6 separate regions of the Mus musculus genome follow, and all the other regions are linked to region 4. A link is a contact called in public Hi-C, HiCAR-type, HiChIP or PLAC-seq, capture Hi-C and promoter capture Hi-C data. All regions are on one chromosome and are shown on one strand. The core of a region is the stretch at or near the end of the contact, and the rest is flanking DNA. Distances in the headings are between cores, read along the strand shown. Region 1 holds the start of Armc6 (armadillo repeat containing 6). Region 2 holds the start of Tm6sf2 (transmembrane 6 superfamily member 2). Region 3 holds the start of Mef2b (myocyte enhancer factor 2B). Region 4 holds the start of Zfp866 (zinc finger protein 866). Region 5 holds the start of D130040H23Rik (RIKEN cDNA D130040H23 gene). Region 6 has its middle 58 kb from the start of D130040H23Rik.

Evidence for each region. Promoter capture Hi-C pulls out the DNA fragments that hold promoters and counts their contacts. A called contact is a pair of places that touch in the nucleus more often than the background predicts. HiCAR-type assays count read pairs that join an accessible place to other places. HiChIP or PLAC-seq counts read pairs in DNA pulled down with a chosen protein or histone mark. Capture Hi-C pulls out chosen DNA fragments and counts their contacts.
Region 1: an H3K27ac HiChIP or PLAC-seq map of extraembryonic endoderm stem cells shows a contact between it and region 4, with 2.2 times the contacts expected there. The contact joins the promoter of Armc6 here to the promoter of Zfp866 in region 4. A contact is called at or near these places in 1 of 39 promoter capture datasets (pre-B cells), 1 of 484 Hi-C or Micro-C datasets (B cells) and 2 of 115 datasets of contacts at active chromatin or transcription factors (embryonic stem cells and extraembryonic endoderm stem cells).
Region 2: a promoter capture Hi-C map of hematopoietic stem and progenitor cells shows a contact between it and region 4. The contact joins the promoter of Tm6sf2 here to the promoter of Zfp866 in region 4. A contact is called at or near these places in 4 of 39 promoter capture datasets (the HPC-7 cell line, hematopoietic stem and progenitor cells, liver and 1 more), 2 of 115 datasets of contacts at active chromatin or transcription factors (extraembryonic endoderm stem cells and pancreatic cancer cells) and 1 of 9 other capture datasets (liver).
Region 3: a contact with region 4 is called in a capture Hi-C map of macrophages, with 2.3 times the contacts expected there. The contact joins the promoter of Mef2b here to the promoter of Zfp866 in region 4. A contact is called at or near these places in 2 of 115 datasets of contacts at active chromatin or transcription factors (bone marrow-derived macrophages and pro-B cells) and 1 of 9 other capture datasets (macrophages).
Region 5: a contact with region 4 is called in a HiCAR-type map of astrocytes, with 2.5 times the contacts expected there. The contact joins the promoter of D130040H23Rik here to the promoter of Zfp866 in region 4. A contact is called at or near these places in 2 of 484 Hi-C or Micro-C datasets (B cells and embryonic stem cells) and 1 of 115 datasets of contacts at active chromatin or transcription factors (astrocytes).
Region 6: a contact with region 4 is called in a Hi-C map of cerebral cortex, with 2.7 times the contacts expected there. The contact joins the enhancer-like site here to the promoter of Zfp866 in region 4. A contact is called at or near these places in 1 of 484 Hi-C or Micro-C datasets (cerebral cortex), 7 of 115 datasets of contacts at active chromatin or transcription factors (astrocytes, cardiomyocytes, embryonic hindbrain and 3 more) and 1 of 9 other capture datasets (embryonic stem cells).

The regions. Positions count from the first base shown.
Region 1 is chr8:70,232,656-70,236,568 of GRCm38.p6, forward strand. Armc6 (armadillo repeat containing 6) reads right to left here and starts at 1,767. Exons shown (of 8, transcript NM_133972.2): 1 at 1,455-1,767. It overlaps Sugp2 (SURP and G patch domain containing 2), which reads left to right and starts at 1,550. Exons shown (of 11, transcript NM_172755.4): 1 at 1,550-1,997.
Region 2 is chr8:70,071,278-70,074,949 of GRCm38.p6, forward strand. It overlaps Tm6sf2 (transmembrane 6 superfamily member 2), which reads left to right and starts at 1,647. Exons shown (of 10, transcript NM_001293795.1): 1 at 1,647-1,812; 2 at 3,001-3,104. The coding sequence starts at 1,718. Sugp1 (SURP and G patch domain containing 1) reads left to right here. Exons shown (of 14, transcript NM_027481.3): 13 at 245-374; 14 at 529-1,070. The coding sequence ends at 555.
Region 3 is chr8:70,150,561-70,154,108 of GRCm38.p6, forward strand. It overlaps Mef2b (myocyte enhancer factor 2B), which reads left to right and starts at 2,201. Exons shown (of 9, transcript NM_001045484.2): 1 at 2,201-2,284. The region is part of intron 1 of Gm45929 (predicted gene, 45929); the gene reads left to right.
Region 4 is chr8:69,772,607-69,776,519 of GRCm38.p6, forward strand. Zfp866 (zinc finger protein 866) reads right to left here and starts at 2,305. Exons shown (of 4, transcript NM_177899.3): 1 at 2,184-2,305. The coding sequence starts at 2,186.
Region 5 is chr8:69,269,177-69,272,565 of GRCm38.p6, forward strand. D130040H23Rik (RIKEN cDNA D130040H23 gene) reads left to right here and starts at 1,928. Exons shown (of 5, transcript NM_001384124.1): 1 at 1,928-2,015.
Region 6 is chr8:69,327,123-69,330,932 of GRCm38.p6, forward strand. It overlaps the pseudogene Gm7688. Among named protein-coding and RNA genes, the nearest start is that of D130040H23Rik, 58 kb to the left of the region's middle. Within about 2 kb of position 1,994, at least 30 of the 459 cell types and tissues checked have an H3K27ac peak or open chromatin away from gene starts, as enhancers often do. A contact at or near this core is called in cerebral cortex, where this site is marked.

The DNA.
Region 1 (3,913 bases), core at 517-3,016, 460 kb after region 4:
AATCACGAATCGGGTGTGGTGGCATGCAACTGTCATCTCAGCAGCAGAAGGCTTGGGGCAGAAGGATGGGGAATTCAAGGGTACAAGAGATTGTCCAGACAACAAAAACAAAAATTCCAACCCTGAAGCTCACAAAGCCATAGGAGAAAATTGACTCCCACAAGTCCTCTGATCTTACATGAAGGACACAGTATAAATGACACATCAATGTATAAAGATCAAATTTGTAAAAGCCACACTCTGGTTAGGGCTTTATGGTACAAGCCTGTGATCTCCAGCCCCAAGCCAGCCTAGGCTACAGAGTGAGACCCTGTGTGGAAGGAACGAGTGTAAAAGCTGAGGTGCTGGGAAAAAAGTGTTCAGTCAGCAGGTGAAGGTGTGCCGCTCCATCATCACAACTTGAGTTCAGTTTCAGCACTCACATCTGGTAGTTCACAACTTGTGCATACATGTAAACACACAATAGTCATGATGATGTTAAATAATATTGATAACAAATAATTTATTAATAATAATAGTTATTAAAGCACAAATGAAGCAGAGGCAGGCTAACCTCTGAACTGGAGGCCAGCACAGTCTACAGTGCAAGTTCCTGGACAGCCAGGACGACACGGAGAAATCCTGGCTTGAAAAACAACAACAAAACAAGAAACACTGATACCAGAACAACGGAGGCAGAAATGGTAGACCTCTGTGAGTTTCTGGCCAGCCTGATCTACACAGTGAGACCCTCCTGACCCCCTCCCCCGTCTTGCCCCTCAAGTAAACAAAACCTGTCTAGGTCAAGCAGCCTTACTGTCACATGAAATAATCCCGTTTTTGTTTTTTATGTTAGGGATTCATGTAGACCTGACTGACCTTGAACTCCTGATTTCCAGTCTCCAAACAACCCCCTGGCTCATCAGTTGTTTTTGAGGCAGTGTCTGGTCTTGTAGCCCAGACTGGTATCAAACTCGCAGCAATCCTTCTGCCTCTGCTTCTTGAGTGCACCACAACGCCTGTTCTTTCTTTTGGCTGTTTTTATTCTGAAATATGGGCTGGCTACATAGCCAAAGCCGGTCTAGAACTCATCAATCCTTCTGTCTCCCTAAAGCAGTCATGACAGGTGCAGCAACCACGCCCGCTCCATCACTACTACATGAACAGCAACACCAGCGTCCCCTGAACCAGAGTCACACTGTCTTGAACCTCTTGTACTCCTGGCTCCACTGCCTAGAATGCGGCCGACCCTGTAGCAGGTGCTCAGGTGCACACAGGCGCAGCGCGAATGAATAAAATGAATGAAAGAACCTGCACAAGAAAGGCGAAGCATTTGCTTCCCAAGTATCTCTGGGACGATTCTCTCCTTCCCCCAAACCAAGTCCGCGAGAGTCGTGCAAACACCACCACCCCGACCCCGCGGCGCCCACTCCCCACTGCGCCAGCCACAAGCACAGGCGGCCGGTGCTCCTCACCGGGTCTACGCAGCCACGTGGGGAAAGGGTGGGGCTCGCAGCTGTCACCCGAGACTTTGCCTTTGGCTCCTTCGAGCCACCATATAAGCGCAAGCGCAGAGGCGCCGCCTCGCCTCGGCGTCCCTCCTTCAGCCGAGAGGCTCCTTTCCGGGGCAACGAGGGCGACCGCGAGCACAGGTAAAGCGAAGGGAGCCACAGAATACGCGTGGGCCTGAGACTCTTGCAGTACTCTCAATGCTACTCCTAGGTGTCGCTTCCCCTCAAAAGAGATAGTTTTCACCTAGGTAGACTCGGCCCTGAGAAGTGAGCAGCGCGCCTGCGCGAAAGAGCGAAGATGGCTGCCCTCGACGCTTGCGCATGAGGACCTAGGCGGTGGCAGCCAGCGCCTGCGCACCAAGGCAAGGCAGAGGCTTGCGCCTGCGCGACGCGGCGCTGCGGAAACCGTTGGCTCATTTGCATCTCCCCGCCTCGCCAGGCGGTGGATAAGGGGCCCGAGGCGGCGGCGGCAGCGGCGGGGGCGGCACCGCACGCGGCAGGCTCCGGGTGAGGCCCGGGCCCTGGAGACCTGGGAGGGCTGGCCCGGGGTGGGAAGGACTCTGGGTGTCTCTAGGGCGAGCGCGCTCCTCCAGCCTGTCTGGCGGGTCCATTCATTACGCTTGAGCCCTCAGTCGGCCGGGCGAGTTGGGCGTAACGGCGAGCGGGCTTCGGGCCTCCAGCTGCCGGGAACCACTGCAGCCTCCGAGTCTGCCAGTACCATAGACGGGGAAACGGAGGTGCAGACAGATTAGGTACCTTGATTAAATTTCAGGATCAGCTGACCCGGAGGAGTCCCTGCTCTTAAATGACAGAGAACAAGGGGCGTCCTATCGCTTTCCCAGGGTGTGGGGAAACGGGGTGATGGTTATAGAAATGACCAGAAGGGAGGTTTACCTCTTGAAGTTGGAAGTGTCATAAGGAAGGCTGTCACTGATATGTATGCTGCCTTATTTTTTTTTAACATTCAGAAAGTGCCCTCACAATGAATGCCCTGTTGGTCAGGCTCAACATTAGGATGCCTGACCTAGTGGTTCACTTCTTCAAGTCTGCTTTTCTCCCGTGTGTGAACATTTTTTTCTTTCATTCCTTTTTTCTTTCTTTCTTTTTCTTTTTCTTTTTTTTTTTTTTTTTTTTTAAGGCAGGGTCTCAAACTGATTATGATGGCTCACCCCTATAATCCCAGTTCCCAGGAGGCAGAGACAGGGTGGATTTTCCTTTCAATGCCAACCTTAGTGTGTATGTATGTGTGTGTGTGCACACACAAAGTTTGAGGCCAACCAGAGGTGTGTAAGGAGATCATTTGGAATCTCTCCTACTCAACCATGCTACCAAAAAAAAAAAAAAAAAAAAAGTAAATAAAACTAAAAAGATTGGGTCTGCAGAACCTGGCAGTGCACACTGGCAATCCTAGTTCTTGGAAGGCAAAAGCAGGAGGATCAGAGGTTTAGTGCTCATGCCAAAGTGGGCTACTCTGTTGTAGTTGCAAAAAATCCAAACAACAACAAAACAAAACCCTCATGCACACACAAAACTGGGTCTTGCTATGTAGCCTAGGCTGGTCTGGAATAAACTAGGTAGCTCACACAGGTTTTAAACCTGCAAACCTGTTGCTCAGCCTCTTAAATAGCTGAGATTACATGCTTGTACCACCAGATACCTCTGTGTGTGTATGTGTGTGTTTGTGAGAGAGGGAGGAGAAAGAGTGAGTGTGTGTGTGTGTGTGTGTGTGTGTGTGTGTGTGTAGGCCAGAAATTGATGTCTGGTTACTGATTGGCTAGTCTGGCTGATCACCAAGCTCCAGTGATCTTTCTTCCTTGTCTTCATCAGAGATTACAGGCACATATGTCCTCATGCCCAGCTTTTTTTCCTGCTTAGTTTTGGGTACTTTTGGGCACATGTTTGCCACAGCACATGGGTGGAAGTCAGAACTTGGCCAGTTTTGAACTCAGGCCATCTTGTTAGGCCCCTTACTGAAACCAGCTCAGCCTCTATTCCCCTTTTAAGATTTTACTTGTTGGTTGCTCAGTGTGGATGCTGGGTTCTGAACTGAGGCTCTCTGCGAGAGCAGCAAACACTCTTTAAACACTGAGCCACCTCTCCTGTCCCTCAGCCCTTTATATAGGTTCTCATTGTATTGTCTTGGTTGCCCTGGAACAGGAAATCCCATTGCCTCAGTTGGAATCTCTGCCTGCAGTACCACACCCAGCTCTTTCTGTGCTATAGGGACTCAGCTCCTGGGTGTGTTGCTGAAAGAAGCAAAAGAGATCTTGTACTGAGACTAACTCAGAGTATACAGTTGCTAGCTTATTATCCTCTTGTGAGAGTGTCACTCGCTCTTCCAGAGAATTCTCAGAGGTGAAGAGCTCTGGGAAACCCTTCTCTAAACTGTGAGTCTGAGTGGCCACACCTTTCCTAAATACTTT
Region 2 (3,672 bases), core at 397-2,896, 300 kb after region 4:
CTTGCGGGAGCACACAGATGGACAAGTCCTAAGGTTCCAGCTAGTGACAACTAGTTCTGGTTTAACTAGTATGTAAAGCCTTGCTACCCACACTGCTTGACCGTGAAGCTGGCCTCTGACCCCATGTCTGAGTGAATCTAGGACCTGCCAACCCTGCCACCAGTCCCCACCCCAGTACCCCAGAAGCCCTTCCTGTCTGTCTCATCCTGGTTCCTACTCATGACTGCTGGTTTTCCTTCCACAGGGGTGCCACCACAATAGATGGAGCTGGCTTTGGCATCGACCGGCCAGCTGAACTCTCCAAGGAGGATGATGAGTACGAGGCCTTCCGCAAGAGGATGATGCTGGCCTACCGATTCCGGCCCAACCCGCTGGTGCGTGCCTCCCTGACTGCCTGTTAGTTTGAGAGAGATGACAAAACCCCTGCTGTAGCCCTCACAGGATGTCAGCTCTGCTGCCTGCAACGTTGTGGAGGGAGGACCTATAGTTTTCCACTAACACTCCTTTGATCTTTTTGGGCTTCCACAGAACAACCCCAGACGGCCCTACTACTGAATATTCTGGAAACACAAAGTCTACATTCAGATCGGCCATCCTTGGACTATGAAATGTTCTGGCATCCATCTCTATCCTGTGGTCACAAGTGTTGTGCTGTGTATTAAAGTCCCAATGCTCACCTGTCCAGCATTCCAGTTCCTGCTGTTGCCAGAAACCTCTTTTGTCCCTCCTCCAGTCCCACTGAGGCTCATTGAGTTCACAGTAACTGGAGACCAGCCAGTTGATTCAGACTTTACCCCAGGCAGAGGAAAAAGAGGCTTCCAAACACTTCATGATATGTGCATGGGCTGGTGTGGACTGGGCACAGCTGGAGTATGGGTAGGGCCTGTCTAGAGGCAGAGGCCTGGGCTGTCTCATGTATTGCTCACTGCATAGCTGCAAGAGCCCAGCTGGAGCCCGTGATGGTCAATCTTTGCAGCTTCATCCCATTTGTGCTGCCCTGGATCCTCCCCAGACCTCTCCAGCTAGTCAAAGTCCTCAAGAGAATAAGAATGATAAATCTGAGTACTCCAGTCTTGCTCCTCTGGTCTTCCATCTCCCCAATGTTTCCCTCTCCCAAGATCTGGTTGGGCATGACACAAAAGGTCCTAGAGTTGGCAGAGCTGAGTAGTGGGAGTGTGGCCAGGGGCTGGACTGCAGTGTGTACAAGTTGTGAGTGTAGGGCCTGGGGGCGGGGCCATGTAGAGCGTGGCTGCACTCTTGAGCTAATGCCTGTGAGTAGGGCTAGGAGAGGTGAATGGGTCTTAGGTAAGGGACTATTGTGGACTCGGTAAAGGGAAGTCTCTACAGTTCAGCCCCACAGGTGACTAGGGTATGGGGGCGGAGTTATAAGCTGGGTAGAGGTAAGGGGGCATGGCTGCAGATGTGGGACGGCTGAAAACTGGGAAAGGACGCTGTGCAATGGATAAAAGGACTGAGAAAGGGAGCTTATGGGCGGAGTCTCCTGATAGTAGGGCGGCACTCCCCACCCACCCCCTCCGCATACTGGCCAAGAACCTCAACACAGGAAAGGGTGGTGACCAGCTCCTGCGCGGGGCGACCTTTGCGCGCGGGGGGGGGGGGGGGGGCAGGCAGGTTCCTGGCAACTCAGAGCTCTGACGCGCTGCGGTCACGGAGCCAAGCGTCCTGGAGGCCTCGCCGGGGTCGGGGTGCCGCTGCCATGGACATCCCGCCCCTAGCCGGCAGGACTGTGGCAATGTCATTCTGCGCCCTGCCAGTGTCCTACCTACTCAATCAAGTTTCGGCGTTCTCACAGTGCGTTTTCGTCCATGAGGACCATGGGGCTGGAGGGAGGATGAGGGGTAGCAAAATCCCATAGGATGGGAGCTGGGCCGGGGGAACGCCATTGCAAGCAGAAATCCCTCTCCAGCCGCGCTGTCAGGAAGATGAAGTTGTAAGTTTCTGGGGAAAGGTGATGTGGAGCCATAGTGGGTTGTGGCATTTACGAGTATTCCAGGGATGTATGCTGTGCCAGTTCCAAAGTCACCCAGGGTCAAAGTATTTTCCTAGATAAAGCCCAACTCACCCAACTTCCCTGGTACGCATGCCCTGTACCATCGTCTCTGTCTCAGGCCTAGAGTTAACTCCCCCTACAAGCAATGAGCACCCTGTCCCTGACTTCTATCTTCAGATAGACCCCGGAGGTCCAGCAATCCCCTCACTCCAAAGCTCAGTTAACTCAAACAGTGGGATAGAGAGGGCCTTAGCCATAGGTCTGACTCCCTGGTACCTGTCTCCTGAGAGTCTGAGTGAGCCAAGTGCCCTTTGGGAGCCCAGGTCTCTTTATCTATCTGGGTTTCACTATCGTCATGGGTGAGGATCACAAGTTCTGTGCAGTGTCAAGATTAGTGTTGGCATTTTGGTTAAGTAAAACCAGGATGGAGTTTATGAAATGTGGGCCTGGGTAGTTTAGGAGAATTGAACAAAAACTGGCTGTGTGGCACCAGACAGGTGGATTCCCCTCTCTGGGTTTTGGTTTGTTTGTCCAGCTGTGTTAAGGGAAGCCCAGAGACCTGGCTTGTGTTATCTATGCAGCTAGCTGAACTGTCTTATCAGACTGTATAACTTCGGTGTAACTGAGCAAGAATAGGGAAGTGCAGTTGGAGACATTTGGACTTTAGTTGAGAGAAACTGGGAGCCTCAAGAAAATACTAGATTCCCTCCCATCAGAGTCCAACCACATGAAGGGTGAGGCTCAATGAGTGACCTGGCAAATCCAAAGGAATGAGTATTAGCTAATGATGAAACACAGAGATAGGGAAATCAGAGAGGGCTTCCAGTGGGAGCAATATGGATAAGCCTTGAAGTATGAGTAGGAGTTTGCCAAGTAGAAAACCTAACCAAGAAACCACTGATGGAGAAGTCAGGTCTCATTCTCCTTTGCTGACACTTTCTGAATAATTCCTCCAGGAGGTCTCACCCAAGCACTCGATTTTCCCCCAGGCCCCTGTTTGTGGTGCTGACGAGTGCTCTGATACTGGGTCTGCTCTTCCTGGCAGTCTATAGCCTATCTCATGGGGAGATCACCTACGACCCTCTCTATGCTGGTGAGTCATTGGGAGGTGCTGAGGAGCAGGGTTCTCTGGGCAAAGGCTAAAGACCAACCCAAGGACCTCTGTTAGTCTTTGAGTGGTTCCCATTAACTGTGGAACTCGGAGGGCCTGGAATACCATTAGACTGGAGAACCTCAAAGGGTGTCTTTCAGAGGTGGAACTCCAGAGAGAAGTAATTATGTCTTTCTCCCCTATGCCCTTCCCAGGACTCATGTAGCCTGAGCTGACCCTAACTCCTAATCTTCCTGCCTCTATCTGAGTTCTGAATGCTGGAATGACAATGGCACTTTGTCCAGCTCCAGACTTGGGACTTCCTTCATCACATATATAGAATGTAGAATGGATGCTATTATGTGTGGCCTGGTCACCTTTCCTTAGACCTGATGTTTCTTTTTCTCTTTCTTCCTTCCTTCCTTCCTTCCTTCCTTCCTTCCTTCCTTCCTTCCTTCCTTCCTTCCTTCCTTCCTTCCTTTCTTTCTTTCTTTCTTTCTTTCTTTCTTTCTTTCTTTCTTTCTTTCTTTCTTTTTTCTTCTTTCTTCAAGACAGGGTTTCCCTGTATAGC
Region 3 (3,548 bases), core at 951-3,450, 380 kb after region 4:
GTGGGCAAGTTGACAGGAGTCGGGACCCACCTATAGCACAGCAGGAACTTTTTTGCTGTGGAAGCGGTTTGCTACTGTCATCCAAAACTCAGGGGTGAAGCAAGAGGATTGCCCTGAGATGCAGAGTTGGGCAGAAAAGGTTCCAATTACACAGGTGTGGAACAATGGAGAGGACACCCAGTCAGCTGAGATCCTGCCCCACATCCCAAAGCCCTTCACCCAGGGGCGAACTCCTCAGATCTGAAAGCTAATGTCCCCATTTCTGGGCCTTACTTCCCGATCCCCAACAGCATTCTAGTGCAGCCCTTCTCCACAGTTCTGGTCTGACCTCCACTGTTCCCCTAGCCCAGTACTACTTGCCAAGAGTTGGGGAAGGGAACATGTGGAGTTTCTACTTCCCTCACACCAGGGTGGGGTTCGGAGGCGCTTCACACCACAGCCAGCTCCAGCTTTGTCCCAGACCTCTGACCCTGACATTCTTTTCTCTCTGAGGCTTACCTCAAGTGCTCCCCACTTGGGTCTTCCTCTGGCCCATCATCTGTGCAGAATGATGCTGGGCCTCCAGGCCGAGGGTGGATGGGAGTCCTAGAAGGCCCCACAGTGACTTTCCCTCTGCAAAGCCAGAGGCGAGCTGAGACAGGGGCATGGGACAGGGGCATGGTACTGGAAGGTATATGAGGACACTGGCAAAGGCACAGCTGGTAAGTCCGTACTGGTGACCCCCCCCCCCATATAATGGCTCTAATTATTCAGGAGTGGTCCAGCGTGGCACTGGCTTGGTCCCATTTGCCAGCAGGATCAGAATTCTAAAGAATCCTTTATTTCCTTATTGGACAGGGTCTCTTGTTTTGTTTTGTTTTGTTTTTCGAGACAGCGTTTCTCTGTATAGCCCTGGCTGTCCTGGAACTCTGTAGACCAGGCTGGCCTCGAACTCAGAAATCTGCCTGCCTCTGCCTCCGGAGTGCTGGGATTAAAGACGTGCGCCACCGCGCCTGGCTATTGTTTGTCTGTTTTTATATTTATTTTGAGCCAGGGTTTTACTATGTTGCCCAGGCTGGCCTTAGTTAGACTTAGCATCTTCATGTGATTGTCTCAGCCTCCTGAGTACCTGGGATTACAGACTCAGCCACCAGGCCCAACTTATTTCTTATCTAGAGACAGTAGTCTCAAAATTACCCAGGATGCACTTGAGCTCTGTGTACCTCATACTGGCCAGAAACTTAGCACACTCCAGCCGACTGGAGCAACTGGGAGGACAGGCTGTGTCACCAAACCAGCTGCTAACTGTACTTCACTCCTATTAAGGTGTATGGTCCTGACTAGCCAGTCCAAGGTAAGGTCAGGGTCATCACAGTGAGGTCCAGGAGCCCTGACTCCTTAAGGAGGAGCCTAGCTGTTTGTACAGCCTTGCCCAGTGTTTTTTAATTTTTAAGATAATATATATTTGTATATGATTGTGGGGGGGAGGCGTCGTCTGTGCCATAGCAGGAGGACAGAGGACAACTTACTGGTGTGGGTTCTCTCACTCCACGTTTTCATACCGGAGATAGAACTCCTGTTACCATGCTTAGCAGGAAACCCCTTTACCCACTGAACCATTTCGTCTGGCTCCACGACCCTGTTTTCTTTTTCTCTTTTTTCTTTCTCTTTCCTTTTTTTTGTCTGGCTCCACGACCCTGTTTTCTTTTTCTCTTTTTTCTTTCTCTTTCCTTTTTTTTTTTTTTTTGTTGTTGGTGGTGGTAGTGATGGTTTTGGTTTGTTTGTTTGTTTGTTTGTTTTTTGTTTGTTTCCAGACACAGTTTCTCAGTGTGGCCCTGGCTGTCCTGGAACTTGCTCTGTAGACCAGGCTAGCCTCAACAATCACCAGCCTGTACTTCTCCAAGGGCTGGGATTAAAGTTGTATGCCACTATGCTCTGGTTGTTCTGTTTTGTTTTGGTTTTGATAGGGTCTCGCTCTGTATCCCATGCTGGCCTGCAACTAGCTGCAGTACTCCTGCCTTAGCCTCCTTGGCGTGCACTTCTCAGTCAGGCTTCTCTTTGGATCCTAGCATCTTCTCTCGGACGGACCTAGTTTGAAACGTCTAGGAGCCAGAACACAGCCAAGTATCCGCCCCTATGCAAATAACCTACTTCCACCCAATCAGCTCTTGAGGGCGGGGCTGCGCGGGAAGGCATCTGCCACTGGGCCAGAGCTATGCTCAGTGCAGCAGAAGCATAGGCGCCTGGACCCTCACAGTGCGCAGCAGGTGTGGCCAGCAGGGACCAGACTCCCGGGACTCCTGAGGTGTGCGCGGGTCTCGGGGCGGGTGGGATGCAGAGAGCCGTGAGTGTGTGTGTGTGTGTGTGTGTGTGTGTGTGTGTGTGTGTGTGTGTGTGTGTGTGTGTGTGTGTGTGTATGCGTGTGTATGCGCGCGCTGTCTTTGGGTTAGGGGGCCTTGCTTTCAGGAGTGTTTGCTGAGTAGGGTTTCAACTAGCCTAGTCTGGAAGTTACTATGTAGCTCATCTAGCCTCAAACTCACAGCAGTTCTCCTGCCTCAGACTCCTGAGTGCTGAGATCACAAGCATGTGACCATTAAATTGTTGGAGGTTTCTTCTTTCTCTTGAGAAGAGGGGGTTTAAGACAGGTCTTGCTCTGTAGTCTAGGTTAGTCCAAAATTCACTATGTAGTTCCGGCATTCGTAGTTCAAACTCAAAGCAGCTCTCCACTCTCAGCCTTCCAAGGTCCAGGATCTCAAGGGTGTGACCACACTCCACTGTTGGAAGTTTCAGTTGGCAATTTTAGAGAGGGTTTCACTCTACAGTCCAGGTTGGCCTAGAAGTCTATGTAGCCATACCTGGTGCTTCATGCCTTTAATCCCAGTCAGGCAGATCTTTTCAGGCTAACCTGTTCTACATAGTGAGCCCTAAGTGAGGCTGTATCATGAGACCTTGGGGTTGGGAGGAGCTCTGTAGCTCAGGCTAAGCTAGAACTCATGGTAGTGGATCTTTGGTCTCCCAAGTGCCAAGATCACAGATGTGTACCCGTGGGTGGCTGTGTTTGTGGTTTTCTTTGTTTTAGGTAGAGGGGGGTTGAGAGGTTGAGACAGGGTCTTTGTGTGTAGTCCAAAATAGCCTTGAACTTTCATCAGTCCTCCTGCCTCCGTTTCCAAAATGTCGGATCACAGGTGTGTTCCTACTTGAGGCTGTATTTGAAGTTTTGGTGATGGTTGATTGTGATGGCACTATATCTGGATACTGGCTGGTTTTGTGTGTCAACTTGACACAGACTGGAGCTATCACAGAGAAAGGAGCTTCAGTTGGGGAAGTGTCTCCATGAGATCCAACTGTGGGGCATTTTCTCAATTAGTGATCAAGGGGAGAGGATTCATTGTGGATGGTGCCATCCCTGGCTGATAGTCTTGGGTTCTATACGAAAGCAAGCTGAGCAAGTCAGGGGAAGTAAGCCAGTAAAAAACATCCCTCCATAGCCTCTGCATCAGCTCCTGTATCCTGACCTGCTTTGGTGATGAACAGCAATTTGGAAGTGTAAGATGAATAAACTCTTTCCT
Region 4 (3,913 bases), core at 1,055-3,554:
CATGCACCACCATGGTGTGGCTTAGAATGAGTTTCTTTTCTCTTGCCCTCTCTCTCCCGCTCTTTCTCTCATACACACACACACACAGCAAGAAAGGGGATTAAGGATGCTATTAGCATTGAAAAGAAAAAAATAAACTGTTTCCTCAAAATAAATTCCAAGAATCAACAAAACTCATTGAACCAACAAGATTATAACCAGTAACTCTTAACAAATTATCAAAATGTTTAAAGATGAGTATAATATCCATCAGCGTCCTGTAAGCCAACAGTGAGCAGCTGGATAACAATACCCAGTATGGCAATGCAGGTAAGAAGAGACAATGAAATATATACCAATTCAATAAAGTCCTCTAGGTAAGAACTACAATTTTTTTAAAAAGATTTTAACTGTTTTAAAACTTTCAAAAAGTTTTATTAGGAGCAAAGAGGAGATACAAATTATAGACATTTCCAAGAAAGGCAATGGGCCTCTTTGAGTGAGAGAATGCCAAGGGGCCTTACTTTGTTTTTTTCACACTTTTTTATGAAGATCAGTGTTTTGCCAGCACATATGCGGTGCCTGTGGAGATCAGAGGAGGCCTGGAGACTAGTTACAGGAGGTTGTAAATGGCCACCTGAGCACTGGGAACTGAATCAGGCAGCATCCTCTGCAAAAAACAACCAGGGCTTTTCACTGCTAAGCCACTTTTAAAGTTTTAAGAGTGTGTGTGTGTGTAGGGGTTCGTGCATTTGAAGGAGGTGCCCTCAGAGGCCAGAAGTGGAGATGGGATGCTCTGGTACTGGAGTTATAGGCAGTTGTGAGTCACAGAGGTGGATGCTGGAAATCAAACTGGAGTCTTTACAAGAGCAATACCCTCTTAAGCACTGAACCATCATTACAGACCATCCACCTCATCTTTTTGACAGGGTCTCATGATGTAACCCTGGCTAACCTGGAACTCTGCAGCTATGTAAACCAGGCTAGCCTCAATCTGCCAACCTCTTCCTCCCAAGTGCTGGGTTAAAAGTAGACTGACCAACCAACCCAGCAAGAACTATAATTTTTAACAACAAAAAACAAAACAAAACAAAACCATGCAGGGCAGTGGGAGACAATGCCTTGAATCTTGGCACATGGAAGGCAGAGAGAAGCAGGTGTATGGCTATGATTTCAAGGCCAGCCTCTACAGAGTGAGTTTTAGGCCAAAGCAGACCTAACAAAAAACAAAATAAGCAAAAAAGACAACAACAAAACCCCAACCAAACAAAAAGCAAACACAAAATAGTGATACCCCATAAATATGGCGATAGGAAGCTTCAGAACTGAACGTCATGTTTCCTCAATCTGCACTAAGATTTAAATAATCACAATATAAATCCTAACAACTTATGAAAAATTAAGAAACTGATTCTCAAGTTTATGTGGAGAGTGGAAAAAAACGAAAATGGTCCACACAATTCCAAAGAAACAGCACACAGACTTAAAGTGTATATATATAGTTATAGATATTATATATACACATGTTATATACACACACATATATATATGGGGTGTGTGTGTGTGTGTACCTTTTTTTGACAAAGTAGCAAAGGAAACTCAACAAAGGGCAGAATAGCAAAAGGTTATTAGCAGAACCGATGTCTATAGACAAGAAATTAAATAGAGTTTCACAATGTTGGGGCTGGAGAGATGGTTTAATGGTTGGGAAAACCGGCTGCTCTTCCAGAGGACCTGAGTTCAATTCCTAGTACCAACATGGCAGCTCAACAACAGTTCCAGAGGATCTGACATCCTCACAAAGACATACATACATTTTGGCAAAATACCAATGCACAAAAAATAATAATTTTTTTAAAGTTTAAAATTCACAGTATTAACTCAAGTTGATTGCTTTGACCTAAATGTTACATGAAAATTCAGAACTTCTAGAAAGTAGCAGAAACTAGATGACCTATTGTTTTACAACCTTCTGATGAGATACCCAAAGCAGGACTGTATAAAACGCCTGCCCCAGACAGAGCACCGACTCTTTCCTGCGCGAGGCGGAGCCTCCGCAGGGAGGCTCCGCGCTCTGCGCAGGCGCGGACCACGGCGAAGAGGACACAGGGCCCAGCGCCACACAGCACTGAATGCCGCTGCCGCCCCGCCCCAGCCTCGGGGAGGATCCACCACAGCGGGCAGGGACAGCGGCCCTTGCTCACCATGGCGCGGCTTCCGAACTCGCCCGCGCTCTCCTCACTGGTCCCGGCAGCAGCGCTCACAGCACAACACACCGCACCTCCCTGTGCCGCAGAGCCGAGCCACAATATGGCGGCCGTGAAGAACCCGCCTCTTGCCGCTCTCCAGTAGTCCTGATTAGACGGCACGGTTCTAGAACCTGATTGGCTACCAAAGCCTGAGTGACACTAGCTTCCAAAGCCGAAGTGTGGGATTCAAATGACAGCCATAGCCCCGCCCTCCTTGCTTCTAAGCAGAACTAGCTTCTCCCTGGTAAAGCAGTACTCCATCACCAAGTCGTCACTGTGCACACCGAGTGCTCATTGCAGCAATCCTGCTGCCTCACAATTAGAAAGGTGCTCAGGTCAGTTTTAATTAGAAGGTCAAATTATAACTGGACATGATGTTCTCCAGGCATCAGGAATTTGAGTAAGGAACATCTATGGTTTATACATCTGTCCCAGGTTGCACATTAACACAAGTATTCATTTCCTCTATTTTCATAGCATGTGTGTTCTTCCAGTTAAGATCTCTATCCAGCCGGGCAGTGCAGGCAGTGGTGGCACACACCTTTAATTCCAGCACTTGGGAGGCAGAGGCAGGCAGATTCCTGAGTTCGAGGCCAGAGTGGTCTACAGAGTGAGGACAGCCAAGGCTACACCAGAAACCCTGTCTTGAAAAAACCAAAACAAACAAACAAACAAAAACCAAAAACCTCTCTATCCTTCCATCTCACCCCCGTTTCTCCTCTCCAGGCCTCTACAGACATTCTAATTTAAACAAAAGCAAAAAGAAAAAGAAAAAGAAAATTGAAGACGTGGGTCAAGGAAATGACTTAGTAGGTTAAGCATGAACATAGTAGAAGAAGACCAACTCAGGAAAGTTGTCCTCTGGCCTCCACAAGTGTGTTCTTCACACACACATAAATATACACAGACACACACACACGTACATAGCCACTAAATCATCAGAACATTTTATTATTTAATTTTTGGTTTTTTGAGTTAGAGTTTCTCTGTGTAGCCCTAGCTATCCTGGTGTTTTTGTTTTTGTTTTTTGTTTTTTTGTTTTTTTCCAAGACAGGGTTTCTCTGTATAGCCCTGGCTATCCTAGAACTCACTCTGTAGACCAGGCTAATCTCAAACACAGAGGTCTACCTGCCTATGCTTCACGGGTGCTGGGAAAAAGGCGTTCACCCATTTTTACTAAAGAAGAAGTGGGGGAGTACTGGCAGTAGAAACAATAAGAAGGAAAAACCCAGCAAAGCTAATGGAGTCAATGAACAGATCAGTGAGTGGTGTTCAGTCGTGTAATGATTAGTCTTGATTGTCAAAGTGATAGGAGCAACCCTCCAGCATGTATGTAAGGGTGTTTCTAAATAGGGTAGTTGAGATAGGAAGGCTCTTCCTAAAAGTGGGCAGTATCATTACCTAGACCACAATCAAGGACCGACTGAAAAGAGGGAAGGAGGTGAGGGGATGGGAGCACTCTCTGTACCTTCTGCTCTTGTAGAGAACTTGTTTGGTTTACACACACACACACACACACACACACACACACACACACACACACACCCGTTGGCTCTTAACTTCCTGTAAATCCAGCTCCAGGGGATGAAATTCCTTCTTCTGAGCGCCTTCATGGCTCATGCATACTGAATTACCCATACATGTAAATAAAAAAAATGTTTTTAAATTATCATTATAGAATATCT
Region 5 (3,389 bases), core at 678-3,177, 500 kb before region 4:
CTGACTCCATTTTGAAGGCAGCAGCCATTATGCTGTATTTTTAAAAAATAGGTTTCCATTTACTGTAAGAGCTGAGCTGCTGCTTTTAATTTTGTTTCCTGGAGCTTGACCTGTCCCAACTCATGACCTTGATTTATTTTTGAGGACGCCTTGAACATTCCTGACCCTTCCTAACCACTCTTGCTAATCACATAATGACCATAGTGTGTGTTTTTGAGATATTTTTTCATATTACTTTACTGCCTCCATGTCTCCCTTCTGTAAACTGGCTTGGCAAATCTTATGATTTTACTCCTTAAAGTGGGTCAAAAATGAAGGGTTTCTCTCTTTAACCTGACTTAGGGGGCAGTTGCTGGCTAGCTCTTGGGTGCATCCCAATAAAATCAAGCTTGGTTCAAATTTGGCTCAAAATTGTGGTAGTGGCCTTATTCTCTCCTGGCTAGATTAACACATGATTTTCATTTATGATCTTGTGGTACAAGATGAACATGCCGGAGACATTTCCTTCCATCTTTTAAGATAATTTTTTTATGTTCCTGCTTGACTTTGAGTTAGAAGGCACATAAACGTCTCTGCTTTTAGATTGCGACCATGTTCAAAAGTGTATTTGTTAAATGAGCATGTTGAGGAATAAGCAGAACTCCACGTGAATGTGTCCAGGCTTCCTAAGAAAAATCCCCATGCTTCCTTTTTTGAGAAACAGCATTGCTTTGGAAATGACTCCCATGCCCATACAGGTAAGAACTTTGGCTCAGCATTTCTGTTTTGTCTGCTGTGATAGCAATTTTTGATAGTCAGACTGAATACATCTGGAATTAACTAAAACCCAATGGGCTGAAAACATGCGAGGGATTTTAATTAAAGCTTTTAAAGTGGAAAGACATTTCAGGATCTTTTGAGGTGACAATATTCACCTTTAATCTGGGCCACACCTTCTGGTAACAGCCTACTTTTGTAAGTTCATTTCTTTACTGGCATTAGAGCCCCTATCTTTAAAATCGTGGGTTATACTGAAGACCGGCTGAGACAACCAGCCTAATGGACTGAACTAGTGAATTCTTCAACTTTTAGTTGGTAGACAGCCCTTCTTGGACTTGCTGGACCACAGCCTGTGAGCCATTCTAATAGATTCCCTTTCTACCTACATAGAGATCTGTTTTATCCCTTCTGTTCATCTAGAGAACCTTCACTAATACACAGCTATGTTCTTTTCACCTTAACTCAGGAACATGCTGGCTAAGAATAGTGTTCATAAAAGGCATGTTTCTATGAACCAATTCATTCTAAGTATTCAAGTTACCATGGAGACTATACTTTTCATTATTACTAATTTGTCAGGAGACAGGCCTGCATTTCATGAGGAAAACTCCTATAGGAGTGGAGTACCATTCAGCCTTCTGGTGGGAGGTATACCTATCATTGTGTTTCTGATCTGGTTCCAGCTTTTCTCTCAGGATATTCTGACGTACCCTTGCCTCCCAGGTTACATGCAGTTGAACTTCACCTAGCCTCAGTGTCAAGCAAAAGAACAAACGTTTTGATTCCTAAAATCTCTCCTTAATTGTTAATATTGTGGCTCCCTTCTACTTGTGGGACACAAAAATCACTCCACTCCACATTGTGAAATGAGATGCACAAGCCAGCCACCCAGTGTCCAGGAGGAAGAAGGAAATGTTGCTGAGTGCAGAAAGGCGGAAGGGTGAATGGTTGGAGGCAGGGGCAAATGCGACTGAAATGCAAATATGTGCATATCCGGGAAAGGTCTGGCCTTGGGGTTGATATCAGCTCTAGCAAACACTGTGCTGTGTCCCTTCTGCATCCTCTAAGCATAAGGGGGAGGTTCTTGTCACTCAAGTCTCATTAGCCAATCAGACCCTTGAGGCGGACCTCCAGTCAGAAGGGGAGGCGGGCTCTTCCGGGGGACTTTCTGCAGGCTGGAATCTGAAGCTTCCTTAGTGCTAGTGGTTCTTTGCCACTACCTGCGGCTTAAGCGCGAGCCTGGGAGAGAAGATATGGTGAGCGAGGGGCGGTTGCCTGGTGAGCAGTGGGCTTGTGAACCTCGGGAGCCCGTGTGGTTGGCCCTCCCTGGGGTCGGATGGGAAGCAGTGGTTAGATGCAGCCTGCTGTGAGATTCTTTGTGGTATTTGCATCTCCCTAGACCCCAGTGGTGGTCTGGGAGCTGCATCTGCGCAGAGCCTTGGGAACAGGGGTAGTGTGTAGAAGTATCCTTGTAGTCAGTTTCACCAGGCTTTTGTTGCATCTGAAGATGGCAGTTTGCCAAACTCAGAGAGTCCCAGTTTCTCTAGCATCTCTAGAATTTCTGTGCTTCATATTTAATATTTAGGAGTACGATCCATTTGGAGTTAGTTTTGGGGAGGTAGTAAATGGCGTTTCATGTGTTCGTTAGCACTCCGCTAATAATCTGTGATGGAGAAGGGTAGAGTTGATGATGGAAAGGATTTACCAATGCTTAGGAGATAATAAGTCACGCAAAGTAGAGTTTAGCTAAGGGTGGGCTGCCTCTAAAGCATCCTAAAGATGATGATAAGTAGTATGCTAACCAGGCTTCTTAGACATGAGGTGATCAGAAACACATGTTCACTCACCAGAATTGTCTCGACATTTGGCCCCAAACTCTAACAAAAGATTTACAACCAGCCACTAACGCAATCCGCATATTAAAAGGCAGTTAGTTGTCTAAAAGCTATTCAAAGAAGTAGTGCACGGTCACAACTAACATCAAGGTCTGGTGTGCTATACAGGTCTAGTTTTTCCCACTAAAAAAGCATAGTTTTGCCCGATGGGTAAGACACAGCTCTTTGAAAAGGAAGGGCACTGTTGTGTTGAGGGCTGGCCTGATCTAGCAAGGTTTTCCCTGAGGCTTTCCTGTGTGGAAAAGGAGCACTGCCCCTTCTCAAACTGAGGAACAAACCTGGTAGATCCAGTAGAAACCTGGATTGACACAGTTAAGTCAGCTCAGAGGTTTGAGACACAGGCCACTCACTGGCTGTAGCTGTGTGTCATGGGTTATACATCTCAACAGCTAACACTGTGCCCAGAGGCAAGGTCAATCGATATCTTATTAATGGCATTCCCTCTACTAAGGAAGGATCTACTCTTTTTCCAGGTCAATAGTGCTAAGATTTTTTTTTCAATTATTTTTACCTTTTAAAAATTTTTTAACTTAATAACATGTACACTTTTTATTTTCTTAATTTAGGTTATATGTGGGAAACTGAGACAGTAATTCAAATAAAAAAAGTGTTTTGGTTGTACACATAGAAGAGGTAATGGAGCAGAAAAGTGAGAAAAGCAGAGAGAACAACTGAAGGTGAATCCCCACAGGGAAACTCCAAAGCAATGTAAAGCACACGGGGAGTTTCCCCACC
Region 6 (3,810 bases), core at 744-3,243, 450 kb before region 4:
GGTCTTACCACTTCAAAACGTTTAAGAAAAAAAAAATCTCTCAAAGGCATATGCAACTCTTTGGAGTTAACTCTCAGTTAACTCCAGTTGCAGTCAGTTTGACTACCAAGAATAGCCATAACAACAGGCAAGACAGAAGAGCTAAAGATAATTTTTACCAGCAGCATGGCAGTCATTTTTCTTACAAAACAAAACAAAACAAAACAAAACCAAGAAGCATAGGGATTTTCTTTAGGGAGTCTGGACACATTCATGTAGAGTTCTGCCTATTCCTAACTATGTTCATTTAAAGAAATTCTACTTTAGAACATGATCACAATGTAAAAGCCAAACATTTGGTGATTTGGTGTCGTTTTTAGCTCAAAATTGTGCAGAAATATACATAATTTATTTTAAAAGACAGAAGAAAATGTCTCTGGCATGTTCATTTTGTACCTCAAGATCTTAACTGAAACTCAAATGTTAATCAATCCGGAGGAAAGTAAGACCACTACAGCAACTTTTGGACTGCTGGAAGCAATGGTGATTTTTGTATCCAAGAGCTAGCCAGCAACTGCCTCCTAATTCTTTTTTGTTTGTTTGTTTGTTTGTTTGTTTTTTGTTTTTTTCGAGACAGGGTTTCTCTGTATAGCCCTGACTGTCCTGGAGCTCACTCTGTAGACCAGGCTGGCCTCAAACTCAGAAATCCACCTGCCTCTGCCTCCCGAGTGCTGGGATTAAAGGCGTGCGCCACCACGCCCGGCCTGCCTCCTAATTCTAGTTAAAGAGATCAACCCTGAATCCACTTTTAGTGCCCCATTTTAAGAGTAAAATCACAAGTATTTCCCAAGCAGGTTTACAGAAAATAGACAATGAGAGAAAAAGGAAATATAAAACAACAACAACAACATCCCAACAAAACAAACAAAAACAGCAACAACAACAAAATAACATCATGTGGCCAATATGCAGTTATATAGGGTCAGATATAGTCAGGGTGTTCTCCAAAATATGTAAAGTTCATGGGTCGGGGCAAGACAGGCTCTAGGACAAAGGCTTAAACACAGCAAATCAGCTCTTATAGTAAATATCAACTTAATTTTTCATAATACAGCATAATGGCCCCTACCTTCAAAATGGAGTCAGACAAATTTCTCATCAGTGACACTGCAAACAAAAAGATAGATATATCAATGTGACAATCCCCACACATACAAACAAGAGATACCACATATATAGAGCAAACATCAAGGGTAAGTCACCTATTAGCACAGTAGATGTTGTACTTAGATGAACAGCTATACTGAGCTATTTTATACTCAGAACAAGGTTGCTTTTCCTTCTGGGCAGGTTGGCTCAGAGGAAGGTCATGGATGCCTCCGTGCAGGACCAGAAAGAGTTCATTTTGACTAAGCCTGGAGGCTGTCTGTCTCAGGACTGTGACAACACCAAACAGTGTGTTGAGTATTTTTCTTCGTAAATGAATGGTAAGAGATTTTAGATGTTAATTGGTATCAGCAGCATTGAAATAGCACGTCAAGGCACCGGAGAGATGGCTCAACAGTTTAGAGAGGTGGCTGCTCTTCTAGAGGATCCAAGTTTAATCCCAAGTATACACTTCTTGTTCTATCCTTCATTTTTATGGTTATATGGATATCTGCCTAGTTGTGTCTGTACGCAGTACCGACAGCACCCAGAAGAGGGCGGAAGATACCAACCATTGGAGTCACAGCACATTGTTAGCTACCTGGGTTAAGGAAATGGAACCTGGGTCCTCTGGACAGCACTCAGTGCTCTTATCTGCTGAGCCAACTCTCCAGCCCCTCTTCTTTTAATTTAAAGTTTACTTTTGTACTTGTTCATTGAAATATATTGCATCTCATACACCCTTCCTTGTCCTCCCTCCTTCCCTTCCCAAATTCTTCCTTGTCATGCATGAGTAAGTAAGCTCTTAATATATGACTACAACCGGCCCCAGTCACTGAGCCGCCGCCGGAGGACTCAGCTGCCTCCCCCTCGAGCCCTCTTGCTTCCCGAAGCTACGTCCCCCACGCCCGCCTTCTCCCGCAGCCGCCTTCCGCAGGCCATTTCCGCCGAGGAAAAGGAATCTTTTCGTATGTCCGCTATCCAGAACCTCCACTCTTTCGACCCCTTTGCTGATGCAAGTAAGGGTGATGACCTGCTTCCTGCTGGCTCTGAGGATTATATCCATATAAGAATTCAAAAGAGAAACGACAGGAAGACCCTTACAACTGATCACTGATGAGTACGATAAAAAGAAACTAGTGAAGGCGTTTAAGAAGAAATTTGCTTGCAATGGTACTGTAATTGAGCATCCAGAAGAAAATGGAGAAGTAATTCAGCCACAGGGTGACCAGCGCAAGAGCATATGCCAGCTCCTGATAGAGATTGGACTGGCTGAGGAAGATCAACTGAAGGGTCATGGGTTTTAAGTGCTCGTGGCTTAAGTGAGGATTTCCTTGCAATGAGTAGAATTTCCCTTCTGTCCCTTGTCACAAGTTTAAAAACCTCACAGCTTGTATAATGTAATCATTTGGGGTCCGCTTTTAACTTGGACTAGTGTAATTCCTTCATGCAATTAACTGAAAAGAGCCACAATACAACACACACACACACACACACACACACACACACACACACACACACACACACACACACACATACAACCTGCTGAGTCTGTTGTTGTTGTTGTGTTCATTTGTTTGTTTGTTTGTTGTTTATTGTGTGTATATGGTTTCAGGAGTGATTACATTGCATTAAGTGGCCAACTAGGGAGCGCATTCCTGCCTCAGGCAGATTCTCTGACTTGCAGATGAATTGAACTGTTAATGAACAGTGGGCGTCTAACCCCTCTAATGACCTAGGCTGTCTTGGACAGCAAATATTATAAAGATTAGAAACCTAGGGATGGAAAATACACGAGCAGTTGAGAACACTGCCGATTTTCTGAGGGCACCCAGGTTTCCTTCCCAGCACACTCAGCAGCTCACATCTATCCCTAACTCCAGCTTCAGGGAATCTGAAAAAATCTGTTCACCTCCTAGGCAGCCATAAATTCACCAAGCAGGAATGAGGCAAAGTCACATAAACAGGCAAAACTCCCATATACATGAAATACAAGTGAAATTCTATTTCTGAAGAAGGAGGAGGAAGTGGAGGCAGAGGAAGAAGAGGAGGAAGAGGACAAGAGGAGGAGTAGGAAGAAGAAAAGAGGGAAGGGGGGAAAGGAGAGAGGTACAGGAAAGGGGAGGGGGAGGAGGAGGACCTTGTACCATAAAAATTATTTTTCACGGTGAGTGTGGTTTTACATTCTTTTGATCCCAGCACTTAGGACACAGAGGCAGGAAGATCACTGTGGTTTTTGAAGAAAGCCTGTGAGTAGCCAACACACACACACACACACACACACACACACACACACAGAAAGGGAAAGAAGAACAAAACTGAATAATAGATAAAAAGAAGCATAGGAGAATGGGGAGAGTGTAAAACCTCTTCAGTCATTTCAGTTGTCTGTCACTTGTGCCCATAAAATCATTTTCAGTAATGACTATTGCCAAGCATGGTAGCACATGCTGTTAATCCCAGCATTTAGGAGGCTAAGACAATCTGATATCCAAGAGTTCAAGGTTATTTTAATCTACTTAATCAATTTCATGATAATACTAATCTCAAGAAGACTACCACATTTTTAAACAGTGATTATAATTTTTATTTTATTTTATTTTTTGGTTGAGACAATATCTCACAAAGACCCTCATCTGATTTTGATTCATTATGTATAATATATAATACATAGACTACATAATA